Regions from separate parts of the Mus musculus genome. Here all the other regions are linked to region 3. Evidence: chromatin contacts called from public Hi-C and HiChIP or PLAC-seq data. All regions are on one chromosome and are shown on one strand. The core of a region is the stretch at or near the end of the contact, and the rest is flanking DNA. Distances in the headings are between cores, read along the strand shown. Region 1 overlaps A930038B10Rik (a long non-coding RNA gene). Region 2 overlaps Shld2 (shieldin complex subunit 2). Region 3 overlaps Ldb3 (LIM domain binding 3).

Region 1 (2,802 bases), core at 243-2,742, 220 kb before region 3:
TTCCAGGTGGAAGTAGTTATTTTTTAAAAGATTTATTTATTTATTTATTTATTTATTTATTTAATGCAGATCACAGCTTTACCGCCTTCCTCATTTAGTCAAAAGCAGACTCTGTGTGTTGTTGGTTTTAGGAGATTTTGAGGCTAGAGAGGAGTAATCTTATCCCTCCATATAAGCCAGGAAGATGCCACAGCTTTGTGAGAGTCTGCACTGTCCCTTGCATGGAGCATTGTCAGTGGGACTCTGTCCACTCTAGTGACAGCAGTACATGAGTTTTGCATCTGTGAGCTGCTTCAGGAAGCCCGTCTTAGCAAAATGTATACTCATCTCAGCTGTTTTATAACTTAAATTTTGATCCCAAAGTCTCCCCTCCCTCCAGAGCCTAAACAGTGAAAGTTCTCTGATTCTTTTTTTTTCTTTCTTTTTAAGCTTTCTAATCAGCCGGGCAGTGGTGGCACATGCCTTTAATCCCTGCAGAAGTCAGAAAAGGAATCCCTTGGAACTGGAGTTATGCATGGTTATGAGCCACCATGTCAGTGCTGGAGACTAAATCCAGGTCCTCTACAAGAGCAGCGGGCGCTCTTAACCACAAGCCATCTGTGATGGTTTGTATAGGCTTGGATCAGGAAATGGCACTATTAGGAGGTGTGGCCTTGTTGAAGTAGGTGTGTCCTGTATAATGCCCGCCCGGATTCTGCCATGCTCCCGCCTTGTTGATAATGGACTGAACCTCTGAACCTGTAAGCCAGCCCCAGTTAAATGTTGTTTTTATTTGGTCATAGTGTCTGTTCACAGCAGTAAAACCCTAACCAAGACACCATCTCTCCATCCCAGGACTCGATGTCTTTGAAGGACAACAGGGTAGCAACTGACTTTCTTGAAGATGGATACGTGCCCAGAAACAGGCATGTGCCCTGCCTTTGCTCTGGGGGAAAAGTATTGCTGTCTGAAGTTTACTGGCAGACAGGAAGGCAATCACATCGTTAGCCATCCTACCTCCAACAAACACCAACAAATAAGTCAATATAAACACTAACCTCAACGAACATCTCTACCATAGTCAGGGTGAGTGGTGGCTAGGCAGCCACACCCTGGACAAGGATGGAACCTTTAAGAAGCAGAAAGGTGTGAGGTGTGGGGTGGTTTGTTATTCGGTACGTTTTATACATGTGGTTTTCGGTATATTGGAGATTTAAATTTATTTTAAAATTAAAAAAAAAAAATACAGGACGAGGGGGATGTGTGCGCGTGCGCACCACAGCGCATGTGAAGATCAGAGCATAACTTCCGTGTTGCTTCTCTCCTTCCACAGAAAACTCAGGTGGTCAGGCTTGGTGGCAAGCGCCTACACCCGGCGAGCCGTCTCGCAGACACTTACACTGGGGACATTGACTTCAAGCTAAGCATTTCCAACTCCTAGAACCAAAGCAGGCTGAAGCGAGATGACCCAGGGGCCAGTCACCCAGGAGAAGGCTGCCTCCGGCTTCTGGCTGGCCGACTGCGCATGTCCTCCCAGCACAGTGCCCGCTACAGTCGAGAAAGCCTCGGCCAAGCCCGCACCCGACAGGCTCGGGGCTACAAGGCTTGTGGGGTTTAACCTGGGTCGACCTCCAGGAAAATCAAGATCAGAGCGGAGACGTGCTGAGAGGTAGGGACAGTCTGGAGTCTTAGGAGGTGGGACTTGGGCGGATGCACTCCTCTGGGCGCTCACGGTGCGTGGTGGATACTCTGACCCGCTCCTCTTGGCTGACCACGCACGAGGGCAGTCATCCTGGGGAAACTGAGGCCGCCAAAGTCATAGGGCTCATCCGAACATCCTGCCCCAACCCGGCGCGGCATCCAAGCACCTGCTCCATCTGGGGACACCCGGAGGTCTAGGCCGCCACACATAGCCCAGGGGGAGCGGTGATAAAGATGCGGAACTCGTCGCGCGAACGCAGAGGGGAGGGAGGAGGCGTTGAGAGTCTTGCGCCATGTGAGCTGGATCCGCGTGGGTCCCGTCAACCCAGCCGCTGTTGACGACGCCCAGGACCCGGAGTCCTGTGGACACAGCATTCGGGTGACCTCGGAGCCTCAAGAGATCTGCAGCTCGCCTGCTCCAACGCCCCTTCCCCAATATCCCTTCCTTAGAACCTCGGTCCCCTCCTGCATCCTTCTGTTCTATGATACCTTCCAGAGCCTCAAGAGGGCGCTGTGGGCGCGCTGCTGGAGGCCGCGCCTCCTGCCTCCAACTTAAGGTCCGAGCTGGAACTAGCTTTTGACACGAGCTCTTGAATACGTGTGTGGGACAGGCAAGGTGACATAACCCTGAAGCCTCAATCGCAGGAGAGAAATAAAGGCTTTTTTCCTTGTTTACTCTTTCTTACCTTGAATATCGTGATCATATCTTCACAATGAAAATAATATTTTGAATGAAAAAGTATTCCAAAATAAGCAGACATAAATCATATGGTAGGAGTAGCATGAAACAAGAAACATTTTGTAAGAGCAGAAGTGTTGGGGTACACAACCCTAACACTCAGGAGGCTAAGTTCGGTACCCTGTCACAAAATCAAACCAAAAGTTGATCAAACTTCCTTTCTGTGATCATAAGGCAAAAGACACTAAGGAAGTGTACCAGAGATGGCAGTCGAAGGTACCCATCACTATCATGGGACACAGTCTCGTCAATACGACAGGGTCAATGCGCTGGTGCACTCTCAGAAGCTGGAAAGAACCCCGGTGAATAAAAACTTGCACCAGATTGGGTCTGGTCACTGCCCATCACAGGTCGGTGGGCGGGGCTCATGAAGCCTTCGGCCT
Region 2 (2,804 bases), core at 21-2,520, 250 kb after region 3:
TCTTGGCAAAGCTCAGCTCTGAGTGGTGAGGAAGCTTCCATGGAAGCAGTTGGTGCGCTTTTAGTTTTTTGACTTCAGAGATCTCATCTCTGAGACGTGAGGACAGAGATAACTCTTAGTAAGAGTGAGAAAACAGTGAGTCTTCGGGGCCCATTAAGCAAAGCCTGACGTCCCATGAAGAAGGGCTATAAAGAAACGGAGTCCCTCTGCAACCCTATAGGTGGAACAACCTTATGAACTCACCAGTACCCCGGAGCTCTTGTCTCTAGCTGCATATGTATCAGAAGATGGCCTAGTCGGCCATCACTGGGAAGAGAGGCCCATTGGTTGTGCAAACTTTATATGCCCCAGTACAGGGGAACGCCAGGGCCAAGAAGTGGGAGTGGGTGGGTGGGGGAGTGTGTGGGGGACTTTTGGGATAGCATTGGAAATGTAAATGAAATAAATACCTAATTAAAAAAAAACAAAAAAAAACAAAACAAAACGGAGTCCCAGTAGGAATAAATAGCTGGGACTGTCACACTTCATGATCTGCTTTTTTATTTTTGTCTGTGCATATATATGTGTGTGTAGTAATGTGCAAGCTAGGTGTGCCTTTGGAGGTTAGAAGGTGATAGTTGGGAGGGAGTCCTTCTCTCCTTCCTGGTGGGATCCAGGGATTGAAGTCTGCTTGCGCCATTTGAATTCCAAATGCTTTCACCCTCTGAGCTCTCTATCCCTCCTCCTCCTGCCTTCCAGCTTCCTTTTTAGAGACTGGTCTCAAGTAACTCAGGCTGCCCTCCAGCTCGCAGTGTAAACAGAGGGTGACCTTGAATTTCTGAACTCCCTGCCTCTCCTTCCCAGTGCTGGGGTACAGGTACATGTTTCTTAATGTGGTGTTGAGGATGGAACCCAGGGCTTCAAGCATGCTAAGCAAGAACTAAATAGTTGTTCTAAATATAATATATTCTGATTATAGTCTTTCTCTCTCACCCTCCTTTTTAGATATTTTAGTGATGGCATTTTTGTATTTTTTTAAGAGTTCTTTTTGTTGTTGTGCTTTTTCTTTTTCTTTCTTAAAAAAAAAAAGAGAGAGACAACCTCACTCTAGCTATTCTAGAACTTTTCGTTTTTGTTTTTAGAATAAATGTCCACTTATCTGAATAGATAACAACAATAATCCCACCAGCATCCAGCCTGATGAACTGGAATCTACTGGAAATACTTAGAGGACTGCAGGTGACTCACAGGCCGCCGCTGCTTCACTGAAGAGCCCTAACCCACCGGGACGGGTGGGGTGTGTGTGGGGTGTGACTCATGGAAGGAGCATCCCTGGAGCTCCCAGGAAGACTCTCTTCTCTGCAGCAATAGCTCTTGTCTGTGTTATCTTGAGGAGGAATCTTAGGAATAGTGTACATTTTAGGTATTTCCTCAGAGTGTGAAATTGTCTACTTCCTGATTTGAATCTGTAAGTTTCTTTACTTCCTGATTTTTTTTTTTTTTTTTTTTTTAAATCTTAAGACAGGGTTTCATTAATGTAGCTCTGGCTGACCTGGAGCTAGCTATGTAGACTAGACTGGCCTCTAACTCACAGTTTTGAGTTTTTTGTATTGTTTCGTTTTGTTTGTTCTTTTGTTTTTTTGTGGTTTTGTTGTTGTTTCTGCTCCCAAGTGCTGCTATTAAAGGCATGTACCACTACTTACTGATTTTTAAGAGCTCTTTCCAGTGATGAAGTGTTTCAGTTTGAAATAAATTGCACCCAGGGGTGCCTGTAGTCCCTAGCTCTGCTGTTAGCCTTCTAAGTGCTTGTTTATTTGTTTATTTTAAAACACATTAATTAGTTTTCTTGAAGGTTGTCCTATAAAAAAGATTCCATTATCAAATTAGTTTGGGAAATCGGATACATATTCCAGCACCCTACCTCCACCACCTTAGCAATTCACAGTGAATATCAGCGTCTTCCAGGTTGATAAAGATGCTGGGAAATGGTATTACAAATCATCTTATCAAGGCCTTTTAAAAAGGGTGTTCCTCCTAGTTCTACTGCAAGCTAGTTCCTATACTCTCGAGGTCAAGCTGAGCCGGAACTGAAACCCAGGGTAGCTGGATGCTCACTCTCAAGCCCAGTTTCCTGTTCACAGTGAGCAAACAGCTTTAATATTAAACCCCCTGGTTTCTCAAAGTTGTTTGGATGTAGGCGTCGTTATTTTTCAAAACTTACTCAAAAGTCAGTCGTCCCTGAATGGGTTCCAGGAATGTTGCCTGGGTCAATCTACAGTAGTGATTGCAGTCTTTTAAATAATGATGTTTTGGGGTAGAACTTGGTTTTTAAGTTAGCATCCAAAGTAATGAGTTTCATCATGGCTTCTTCATACATTGTATCATTAGACTTTAGAATTGGGTTTTCTATTTGTGGTGTTAAAAACTGTATTTACTTGTTACTTTTTCTAATTGTACCTATTTTGTGTTCTTATTCACAATGACTTTCCTCCTAAGTTGTGGTAGGTCTTTGTTTTTGAGACAGGGTGTATTCCAGGCAGGCCTGGAACTCTCTCTGAATGATGGAGTGACCCTAGTGGTCTGATCTTCCTGCTTTCACCCAGTAGTAGTTACCTGCTAGCTGCCATGACCACTTTATGTGGTCTTGGGGACTGAGTTCAGAGACCTGTGCACCTACTCAAGCAGTCTCCGCTACATCCTTAGTGCCTGCTTTTTGGGTGTGTTTTTTTTTTTTTTGTTTGTTTGTTTTTTTGAGACAAGCAAGATCTTGCTATGTAGGCTAGGCTAGCCTCAAACTCAAATCTTACCATAACCTTACAGATGTT
Region 3 (2,700 bases), core at 87-2,586:
GATGCCCTCTTCTGGTGTGTCTGAGGACAGCAACAGTGTATTCATATGCATAAAATAAATAAATCTTTAAAAAAATACACGTCCAGCATGCATATATATGTATATATATATATATATATATATATATATATATTCATCTTGAATTTATAAAAAGCAATGATGATTTTTCATTTACTATTACAATACAAATGTTTTTCTTCACTCAAAACTACTATGGACTATATGGTCTCTCTATATAGTTTGTTTTGCTTTTGAGATGAGATCTCTATGTGGTCCTGACTGTCCGGGAACGCCATATGTAGATCAGGCTCTGTCTCCCCAATGCTGGGATTAAAGGCATGTGCCACTATGCTCTGCTTTACACATAAAATCTTAATAGACTTTGTGTGTGTGTGTTTGTTGGCAGGGTAGCTCAGGTAGACCAGGCTGATTGTTGATCCTCCTTCCTGGACCTCCCAAGTCCTGGGATTATACGCATGTGCCACCACACCCAGTTTTTAATAGACTTTTTAAAGATCAGTTTTCAGTTCATAGCAAAATCGAATGAAAGGTGTCATTTCCCAAATACCCTATGACCTCACCCCATGAACACACACACACACACACACACTTTTCCAATGCACAAACCATTTGTGGTAAAACGAGGAAGGGAATAAGTTACAGGCCTGCTTAGGGAAAAGAGACGGGTTATTTTAAGGGAGAAGGAAGGGGGCTTGTGTCCTACAAGTGTGAACTGGCCAAGTAGACTTGGGATAAAGAATAACACAAAGTCTAGGCTCCAGAACACATCCTGATAAGGCATTGATGAGACCCAAGGAAGCTTTTCTCTTGAGGCTTTCCTGACTAGAGCGACAGAATCAGTCCCCTGCTTTATGAAGCTCACCGACAACAGAACTGAGTATGGACAGGAAACATTTTAGCATGGGTGGGACACCCAGCCTGCTGTAAGGAATAAGCAAACTACCTCATCTCTCAGACCTGAATTTTCTCATTTGAGTAAGATAGGATTTCTATAACCTCTTGTTATATCTGCAGAGATAAAATAATATCTGTAGTCTGATGCCATCTCTTGCACTTCTGGGCCGAGGAAAGGAAATTCTGAAGTCAGAGCTCCACAGGCTGAGGTGGCATTTTGGAAGGGGAGCGGTACAAATCTCCTACGTAGGAGACAGAATGATCACTCAGTGCGGCCAGGAAACACAGGAAGGCGTTTGCAGAAGCCGGTAGGAGTAGTGTCAGGTGCAGACCTTTCCCAGCAGCACCGCAGGCCCTCCCGGCACCTTTCTTGTCCTGTCCCCGCATGCCCACCAGGGGGCGGCCGGGCCCTCCAGCCGCTTCTCCCGCAGCGGCCTGGGCGGCGGAGACCGGCAGGAGCCAAGGCCTTTCCACGGTTCCCAGACTGTGCAGACGTTAACTCATCCCTGCCTGGAGCAGAGGAGAGGCCTGCCTCCACCCTTCCTTCTCTCCAGGGAGGCTGGGTTGGCAACGGGCTCCGGGGGCGGCTGGTAGGCTGCCAGGCCAGCCGGGGATACGGGCCCGCACCCCGCTCCTCTGCTGGGCTGCGGGGACTTGGGCGCCGCCGAGCACGAGCAGCCCGCTCGCGGCCAGTCCCCGGCCGCAGCTTCCGGGGGGTGGGGGACGGAGGCAGGGCGGGGTTCGAGCCGGCATCTTATCTCTGGCGCCTGGGCTGGGCATCCGTTTCCCCAGAACACCTGGGGCCAGTGGGCGGAGGACACCTTGGTCCCCGGGATGGCCACGTCGGCCTGCGGGCCGGGCGGCGACCCGGGCGCTTGCCGGCGACTTAGCCCGGGCTAAGTGACTCAGATCACCTTGTTGTTTAATTACACAGTCCCGGGGCCGCCAAGTGCGATAGGAGCCCTTTGAACGTGCCAATTAGAGATGAAATATCACCTTCTAATTCGAACCGGCTTAATTCCGTCACGTAGAAATAGCAACAGCCCGGGGCTCGGAGATGGGATATCAGGTTTCTTACGGCATTTGGAGCGTAGAGGGGCGAAGCAGGCAGGAGCTGAGAGGAGAGGGGACCGTGCTCCCCGCATGTCCTCTCCCTTCTCCTTCCCCCTCCCCAGGGATCTGCCCGGGCGAACCGCCCGGAAGAGAAAGTCCTCCTCCTGTTTGTAGCCCCAGCGGGTAGGAGGTAGGAACCTGGTCCAGGATTCCAGCCTTCCTCTCTGGGGCCTTGAGTAGGGGTTTGGAAAACGAAGGCGGTTCAGGAAAGCCTCGGATAGGAGGAAGAGAATGTCTGCCCTACCGAAGGAGCGGTTGGAGAGGGAGGCAAGGTGGGCGAGGGCGGGGTTTACTTGGAAGGAGCATGCTGGAGCCTGGTTCTGCATTCGGAGTGGTTTAGAGGAGCTGATTAGGGTGCGTTTCAGATAGGAAGCTTGCAAGCTGGCTGACCTCGAGTAGCCACTTAAGCTCTCCAGGTTGTCTGTAAAGTTGACTCGCAAGTACTCTGCCTCTTGCTATTACACAAACTCCTGTGCAACACTGTGAAAGCCAGTAGCTCTTGGCAGCCACTGTTGCAAAGAACCATCCGAGAGGCAGACACTTTTAGGAAAAAAAAAAGGCAGGTAAAATTGATTTAAATACATTTTTATTTAGCTCAGCATATGAAAATTTCTGAGTTTTTTGTGTTCTTTATTCAGGGTTTCTCAACTTGCTCTGTAGATCAGGTCTCTA

The links. Hi-C and Micro-C count contacts between places; a contact is called where the count stands out from the background. HiChIP or PLAC-seq counts read pairs in DNA pulled down with a chosen protein or histone mark.
Region 1: an HNF4G HiChIP or PLAC-seq map of pancreatic cancer cells shows a contact between it and region 3. The contact joins two enhancer-like sites. A contact is called at or near these places in 1 of 15 datasets of contacts at CTCF or cohesin (embryonic stem cells), 3 of 484 Hi-C or Micro-C datasets (embryonic stem cells and pre-megakaryocyte-erythroid progenitors) and 5 of 115 datasets of contacts at active chromatin or transcription factors (embryonic stem cells, extraembryonic endoderm stem cells, neural tube and 1 more).
Region 2: a contact with region 3 is called in a Hi-C map of embryonic stem cells, with 1.9 times the contacts expected there. The contact joins two enhancer-like sites. A contact is called at or near these places in 1 of 39 promoter capture datasets (hippocampal neurons), 3 of 484 Hi-C or Micro-C datasets (the AML12 cell line, embryonic stem cells and nephron progenitors), 7 of 115 datasets of contacts at active chromatin or transcription factors (embryonic basal ganglia, embryonic forebrain, embryonic hindbrain and 3 more) and 1 of 9 other capture datasets (liver).

The regions. Positions count from the first base shown.
Region 1 is chr14:34,768,526-34,771,327 of GRCm38.p6, reverse strand. A930038B10Rik (a long non-coding RNA gene) reads right to left here. Exons shown (of 5, transcript XR_001781218.2): 4 at 2,618-2,802; 5 at 1,227-2,040. Among named protein-coding and RNA genes, the nearest start is that of Gm30969, 4.6 kb to the left of the region's middle. Within about 2 kb of position 1,492, at least 206 of the 459 cell types and tissues checked have an H3K27ac peak or open chromatin away from gene starts, as enhancers often do. A contact at or near this core is called in embryonic stem cells, extraembryonic endoderm stem cells and pancreatic cancer cells, where this site is marked.
Region 2 is chr14:34,295,802-34,298,605 of GRCm38.p6, reverse strand. All of the region lies in intron 2 of Shld2 (shieldin complex subunit 2), which reads left to right. Among named protein-coding and RNA genes, the nearest start is that of Shld2, 13 kb to the left of the region's middle. Within about 2 kb of position 1,270, at least 121 of the 459 cell types and tissues checked have an H3K27ac peak or open chromatin away from gene starts, as enhancers often do. A contact at or near this core is called in embryonic stem cells, where this site is marked.
Region 3 is chr14:34,548,192-34,550,891 of GRCm38.p6, reverse strand. The region is part of intron 10 of Ldb3 (LIM domain binding 3); the gene reads left to right. Among named protein-coding and RNA genes, the nearest start is that of 9230112D13Rik, 27 kb to the right of the region's middle. Within about 2 kb of position 1,336, at least 292 of the 459 cell types and tissues checked have an H3K27ac peak or open chromatin away from gene starts, as enhancers often do. A contact at or near this core is called in embryonic stem cells, extraembryonic endoderm stem cells and pancreatic cancer cells, where this site is marked.